Linked DNA regions of Rattus norvegicus: region 1 is linked to region 2. Evidence: chromatin contacts called from public Hi-C data. All regions are on one chromosome and are shown on one strand. Each heading gives the region's core, a stretch centred on a gene start, on an enhancer-like site or on the middle of the called end of the contact. The rest is flanking DNA. Distances are from core to core; before and after follow the strand shown. Region 1 overlaps Tmem104 (transmembrane protein 104). Region 2 holds the start of Rab37 (RAB37, member RAS oncogene family).

What was found. A called contact is a pair of places that touch in the nucleus more often than the background predicts.
Region 1: a contact with region 2 is called in a Hi-C map of liver, with 3 times the contacts expected there. The contact joins the enhancer-like site here to the promoter of Rab37 in region 2. A contact is called at or near these places in 7 of 12 Hi-C or Micro-C datasets (the A7r5 cell line, the Rat2 cell line, Schwann cells and 4 more).

What each region holds. Positions count from the first base shown.
Region 1 is chr10:100,929,631-100,932,764 of GRCr8, reverse strand. The region is part of intron 2 of Tmem104 (transmembrane protein 104); the gene reads right to left. Among named protein-coding and RNA genes, the nearest start is that of Tmem104, 4.9 kb to the right of the region's middle. Within about 2 kb of position 1,719, at least 2 of the 93 cell types and tissues checked have an H3K27ac peak or open chromatin away from gene starts, as enhancers often do. A contact at or near this core is called in liver, where this site is marked.
Region 2 is chr10:100,831,744-100,834,601 of GRCr8, reverse strand. It overlaps Rab37 (RAB37, member RAS oncogene family), which reads right to left and starts at 1,362. Exons shown (of 9, transcript XM_006247775.5): 1 at 844-1,362. The coding sequence starts at 915. It overlaps Trnaa-agc73 (transfer RNA alanine (anticodon AGC) 73), which reads left to right and starts at 2,776; the gene lies at 2,776-2,858.

The DNA of each region.
Region 1 (3,134 bases), core at 470-2,969, 98 kb before region 2:
AAGGACTTTATGAAGAGTTATTAATGCCATGGCCAGACAAACCAATAAACAGCATGGCTCTGAAGAAGAGAGTCCGGTCTCCATAGCATGGGAGGCTCTGTCTTACAGCTTTTAGGATGAAGACCATTACACAGTGTAGTCTGCAGCCCTGCTCTCTGCCTGCGATGCTGCAAGGGAAGGGAAATGCGTGGCCACCCTCCTGTCCTCGGCTGAGAGACCCTGGCACCTGGAAGTCTATTAGCTAGGGGTCCACAGTGTCCGGATCCGTGTGAGACCGTGTGTGACGTGGATTCTGACGTCACATTCTTACAGGGGTGCATAGGGCGTCCTGGGAGCCTTACAGTGGCTGTGGTTGGTGAACCAAGCCACAGAGGACACAGGCCCTTGTGGAAATGATGGGGGTGCTATGGTTTGGGGGGTTTGGAGCAGGGGTGACAGGCCAAGACGGTGCAGAGTTCCTCCACCTTGTAGTCTTGCTGAGCCTGCTTCTGGTTTAACAAGAATCTGATCTCCTTGATAGAGAATTCCAGGGGAAACCATGTAATGCTATTCTAGGAACCAAAGGTCAGGATGGCCTAAGCTATCTCAGCCTGTTTGTGCGGAACCTCCTCCAGATAACCTCTTATCTTAGCGTCCTAGTGTCTGCTAAAACTGCCTGCTTCAAACTGCTTACTCTGCGAAGCCCCCGGCCCTCCTCAGCTGATGAGCAATGTGTCTGGACGAGGTCTCTGCCCTTTAAAATCCCATGATCTGCACACGTGGGGCCATACCTAGGTCCCTGTCCGGTTTATGTTGTCACCCCCATCAATACTTGGGTGTGGTCCCAGTCAGCTGGCATAAAGACTTTCAATTGGCTCTATGCTGTGTCTGAGTGGCCATCTCTGGTGGGCTCCCCGTAGGCACTGAGAACAGACCCCGGCTGACCCCCTGACATCATCTAGATTCTGAGCAGCCTTGCTCTCTACCTAACATTTTTAAGAGAAACACTAAGCAGTGGTAGGAACTTTAATGAAAACGGCCTTCTGAGAGGCTTCTCATGGTGGAAGCAAGGCAAAGGGCTTTAAGAACGTGACATGGGGCTGGAGAGATGGCTCAGTGGTTAAGAGCACAGGCTGCTGTTACAGAGGTCCTGAGTTCAATTCCCAGTACCCACATGGCGGCTCACAACTGTTTATAACTCCAGTTCCAGGGGATCTGACACACTCTCACAGACATACATGCAGGTAAAATTTTTTGAGAAGTATAAGAAACACTTGTAGAAGGGGCATAGCACTCAGGAGGCAGACAGGCAGACCTGAGTTCAGGGCCAGCCTGGTCTACAGAGTGAGTCCTAGGACAGCCAGGGCTACACGAGAAATCCTGTCCAGAAAACGAACATTTGTAGGGTGGAGGAGATGGCTCTGTGGTTAAGAGCACCGGCTGTTCGTCCAGAGGGCCTGGGTTCCATTCCCTACAGCATATGATGGCTCACAACCATCTGTAGTTTTAGTTCCAAGGGATCTGACAACTTCTTCTGGCTTCTGTGGGAACTGCAATCATATTGTGCACTTGTATACGTTCAGGGAAAACACCTAACAATTTCTGATTAAAAATAAAAGTAAACTAGGAAACAGACTTCTAGACTTGTTTGTCTTTCTCTGTTGCTATTTTTAGGTCCGGGGTAAACACTGTGTGTCCACTGGGGAGCTCAGCAGTGCAAGGCAGGGTTCCTTTGCCACCTGTGGGCCTCAGCAATCTGGGCGCACACTAAATCCTCTGTGCTTTCAGGAAAGGTGCCCAGTGAGCATTGGTCATGAGGAGCAGGCAAAAGGAAGCCACTCTCAACTCAGCCTCGGCATAGGTCAAGAGGAGCTGTGGAGGGGAAAAGGTCGTCACATGACCGTGGGGGAGGAGGCGGCCTCCTTGGAAGGGTGGCAGAAAGTGGAGGAATGAGGCCCTGTTGTATTCTCTGAAGACCAACCTACACATGCAGGCTCGCCTGGCTCCCCTGTGTGCTGAACCAGGGAAGGCATAGCCCCGCAGCGCCACCCTAGAGAGCTTAGTACAGCGTAGTGTCTGCCTGCATCCCTGCACCAGAAAGTACCCAGCACAGCCAAGCACCATCTCTCAGAAGCGTCCCCTGAGGGCAGTCAAAGGCATCAGGAGGCAGCAATGGTATCTGAGCCCCAAGGAGGATTTAAGACTGCAGGGCCGTGGAGGTGGCTGAGTCAATAAAGTGCTTGTCATGCAAACCCAAGGTTTGACTTTACTCCTGAGCGCCCATGTAAGAAGGTGGGGTGTGGTGGTCCATTACTTTAATCCCAGCACTCAGGAGGAAGAGGCAAGTGGGTCTCTGTGAATTCGAGGCCAGCCTGGTCTAAATAGTGAGTTCAAGGCTAGCCACTGTCTCACAATAACAAACACTCGGGGCTGGGGATTTAGCTCAGTGGTAGAGCGCTTACCTAGGAAGCGCAAGGCCCAGGGTTTGGTCCCCAGCTTGGGGGGGGGGGGGACCAACAACAAACACTCAAAGAAGCCTGGGGATGGGAGCAAGCACTTGTTATCCCAATACTAGGGAGGCAGATGCAGGGGGATCCACTGGAGGTGGATGCAGGGGGACCCCCTTGGGAAGCAGATGCAGGGGACCCTTAGAGCTTGCTGTCTAGCTGGCCTACCTGATCTGGCAAATTACAGGTTAAGTCTGGGCCATAGCACCCAGGTCAGGCTCATGAGCACCTATAATTCAGTTCGGGGATCTGCAAGGGATCTAACACCCTCTTCTTGCCTACACGCAAGAACAGACACACATAACAGTTTAAAAAAAAGAAATTTAAAAAGACAGGGAAGAAGGGAGAGAGAAGAAGGGAGAGGAAGAGGAAGAGGGGGCGAGAGAAAAAGAGGGAGAGGGAGAGGGGGAGGGGGAGGGGGAGAGGGAGAGGGAGAGAGGCAGTATGCTCTGGAGAGATGGCTCAGTGGTTAAGAGCATGTGCTGTTCTTGCAGAGGACCTGGGTTCAGTTCCCAGCACTCACATGACAGCTCACAACTGTCTTTAACTCTAGTTCTGGGGGAATCTGATGTCCTCTTCTGGTCTCTGTGGGCACCAGGCACATGGTACACACACACACCCCAGACTTATTCTTCTAGGATGGTAGAT
Region 2 (2,858 bases), core at 113-2,612:
GGTACAGTGAATAGAAAACTCCTTTTGAACTCGCAGTCCCTGGCTTTCAATCACTTTGCTTCTCTGGACTTTAATTTTAAGATAGAGAAGAACTTACCAGATTATTTCAAAGCTTGCATCTGTAGATCTCTTGGTAGGGGGCATCTAGTTTTGATTACAGCAATCTGCCTGCAGTTTGAACACCAATCTCATATTCATTCTCTCTCTCTCTCTCTCTCTCTCTCTCTCTCTCTCTCTCTCTCTCTCTCTCTCTCTCTCTCTCCTTCTCCTCCATCCCCGCCCCCCCCCCCCAACAGGAGCACTTGGCTTAACATAGCCAAGACTGACCTGGAACTCCCTAGGTAGCCCAAGTTGGCCTTGAACTCATGATTCCCCTGCGTCATCTGCTTCCAGCAAATACTAGAAGTACAGGCGTGCACCTCCATACCCAGCTGCAGATCACTATCTATGACGGTTGCAGCAAGGTGGACCGCTGCTCCCAGATTATATGGAGTTGGAGTTTACAGAAACAACTGGGAGGAGAAATGCAACCTCTCGCAAGGCTTAGGAAGAGCTGAGACACTTGTGCATAGGATTTCAAATGGCAGGGAAAAGGAGATGTGTACGGGGAGGAGAGGGTTAACTGAATGAATGAATGCAGCCTCCAATAATCTGGGCCTCTGGAGGCGTCCCCTCCCCCAGCGCGCACGTATTTTTCTCTTGAGCATCAAACAGGCTCACACAGAGGATTTTTTGCCTAGGGTGACAGACACCAGCTAGTTTCTCCTTTAAGTCCCAAAGCAAAAGTCAGGGGAGGAGAGAGAACTTCCGGCGTTGAGGTGGGCGCCCAGAGGAGAGTTTTACCTTGTGTAGGACATGCTCGCTGAAATGAGGGCCAGCTCCGCCCTGGTAGGAGTCCGGTCTCTGCAGATCCATGTTCAGCTCAGAGCCAACTGCTCCCAGCTCTCCCGGCGCTCTGCGTCAGCGCTCCCAGCAGCTCAGCCCAGGCTCTGCGGGGCGCGGCAGGCTCTGGTCCGAGCACCCTGGGGGCTCGGAGGCAACGGTGGTCAGCACTGGACAGCTCCTAAGGTGGCCCGGGGCGGCGCCGACAGGTTCTGCCCAGCCCCCTCAGCCCGAAAGATCAGAGTTCAGCCGGGGAATCGCCGCTGTGCACCCGGGACCAGAGTTCTGAGATACTCGCAGCCCAGAATCACCTGTCTTGTGACTCCAAGATGCTGGGAGCCACGCAAGATTTTGAGGCTAGCAGAGGGATATACGAGCGCACCGTGTTTCTGAGGATCAGCTGCATCATGCTGCGCTGCGGTCCAGTCCTGGAGCTCCTGGTTCCCCATCTTCAGTGACCCAGCATCTCCCTCACAGCTCAACTCAATTCTAGTCGCCTGCGGTGCTGGCGAAGCTTCCCCTTTGGTCTCTAGACAGTTCCCTCCAGGAGATAAATAACTAGTCTAAGTGAGGCTGGTGGAGGCTCGTAGAAAGTGGGGGCTGAGGTTTTGAAATAGGCAAACTTCTGTTGAGCTGAGGGAGAGCACACAGAACCCCCTCAAAACATATAACCCCAAAGTTAAGAACGGTTGGCACAGGAGAGGCAGGTTGGTAAGAGCACAGTATTCTGAAATCTGACCTCAACTTTGAAAGTTGTGACATTGGACCAGACAATCTTTCCTAAGGGATTTGGGGAGGAGGGGGTAGGGTGCTTGCTTAATTTGTGAGAATCTCAGAGTTCTGATCCCAGTACTGCAAAAAGAAATAAATAGATGGTTGCAATACCTGTGATGATTGTAAATTTTTTTTAAGACTTATGTTGCTGGGTTTGATGGCACATGCCTTCCATCCCAGTACTCAGGATGCCGAGGTAGAGGCAGGCAGAGCTCTGTGAGTTCAAGGCCAGCATGGTCTACATAGTGAGTTCCAGGCCAGCTAAGGCAACATGGTCAGACTATGTCTCAAAAACAAAAACAAGGGCTGGAGAGATGGCTCAGTGGTTAAGAGCACTAACTGCTCTTCCAGAGGTCCTGAGTTCAAATCCCAGCAGCCACGTGGTGGCTCACAACCATCTGTAATGAGATCTGATGCCCTCTTCTGGTGTGTCTGGAGACAGCTAGTTATATATAATAAATAAATCTTTAAAAATAAACTGACAAAAAAACAACAAAACCAAAACCAAAATCCTCCTCAAAATATTTCATTTTTTTGTGTATCTGTGTGTATCTGCACACAAGGCGAGGGTGCCCACAGAAGTCAGAAGAAGGTATAGGATCTCTCAGAACTATAGGTGGCTTTGAGATGTTGGATGTAGGAATCGAACTGCAGTCCTCTGCAAGAGCTGCAAGTCCTCTTAACTGCTAAGCCATCTTTCCAGCCCCAGTTCTGAAGATTTAGTGAGTTAATTCTCATGTCTGGAACAATGCCTGCAATATACTCAGAGCTCAGTAAATGCAGGTTGTATGCTCTCCGGATAAGGAGACAGAGCTCCGGTGACTGCCTCTAAACACCACAGGAGTTCTCTGATTGTTAGAGTTTCATTCCATCAGATAAGTCTCTTGGTTGTTTGCCTGAGGAAATCAGAATAAATTCTAAGTTGACAAGCACCCTCATAAGCACTTGAAAAATGCTGTGACTCCTGCTTGCACACTTTCTCATGAGGTGGATGCCGAAATCGTTTGTTCTAATCCCCGTGCGAAGACTGTTTTTCTCTCCCTCGGACTTTCAAGGTCTTTATACGTCCTTGGTGCCCTTTGGAAATGAAACCACTAGATGCAGGGTTTTAAAATATGATTCTGGGGGGTTGGGGATTTGGCTCAGTGGTAGAGCGCTTGCCTAGCAAGCGCAAGGCCCTGGGTTCGATCCCCAGCTCGGAA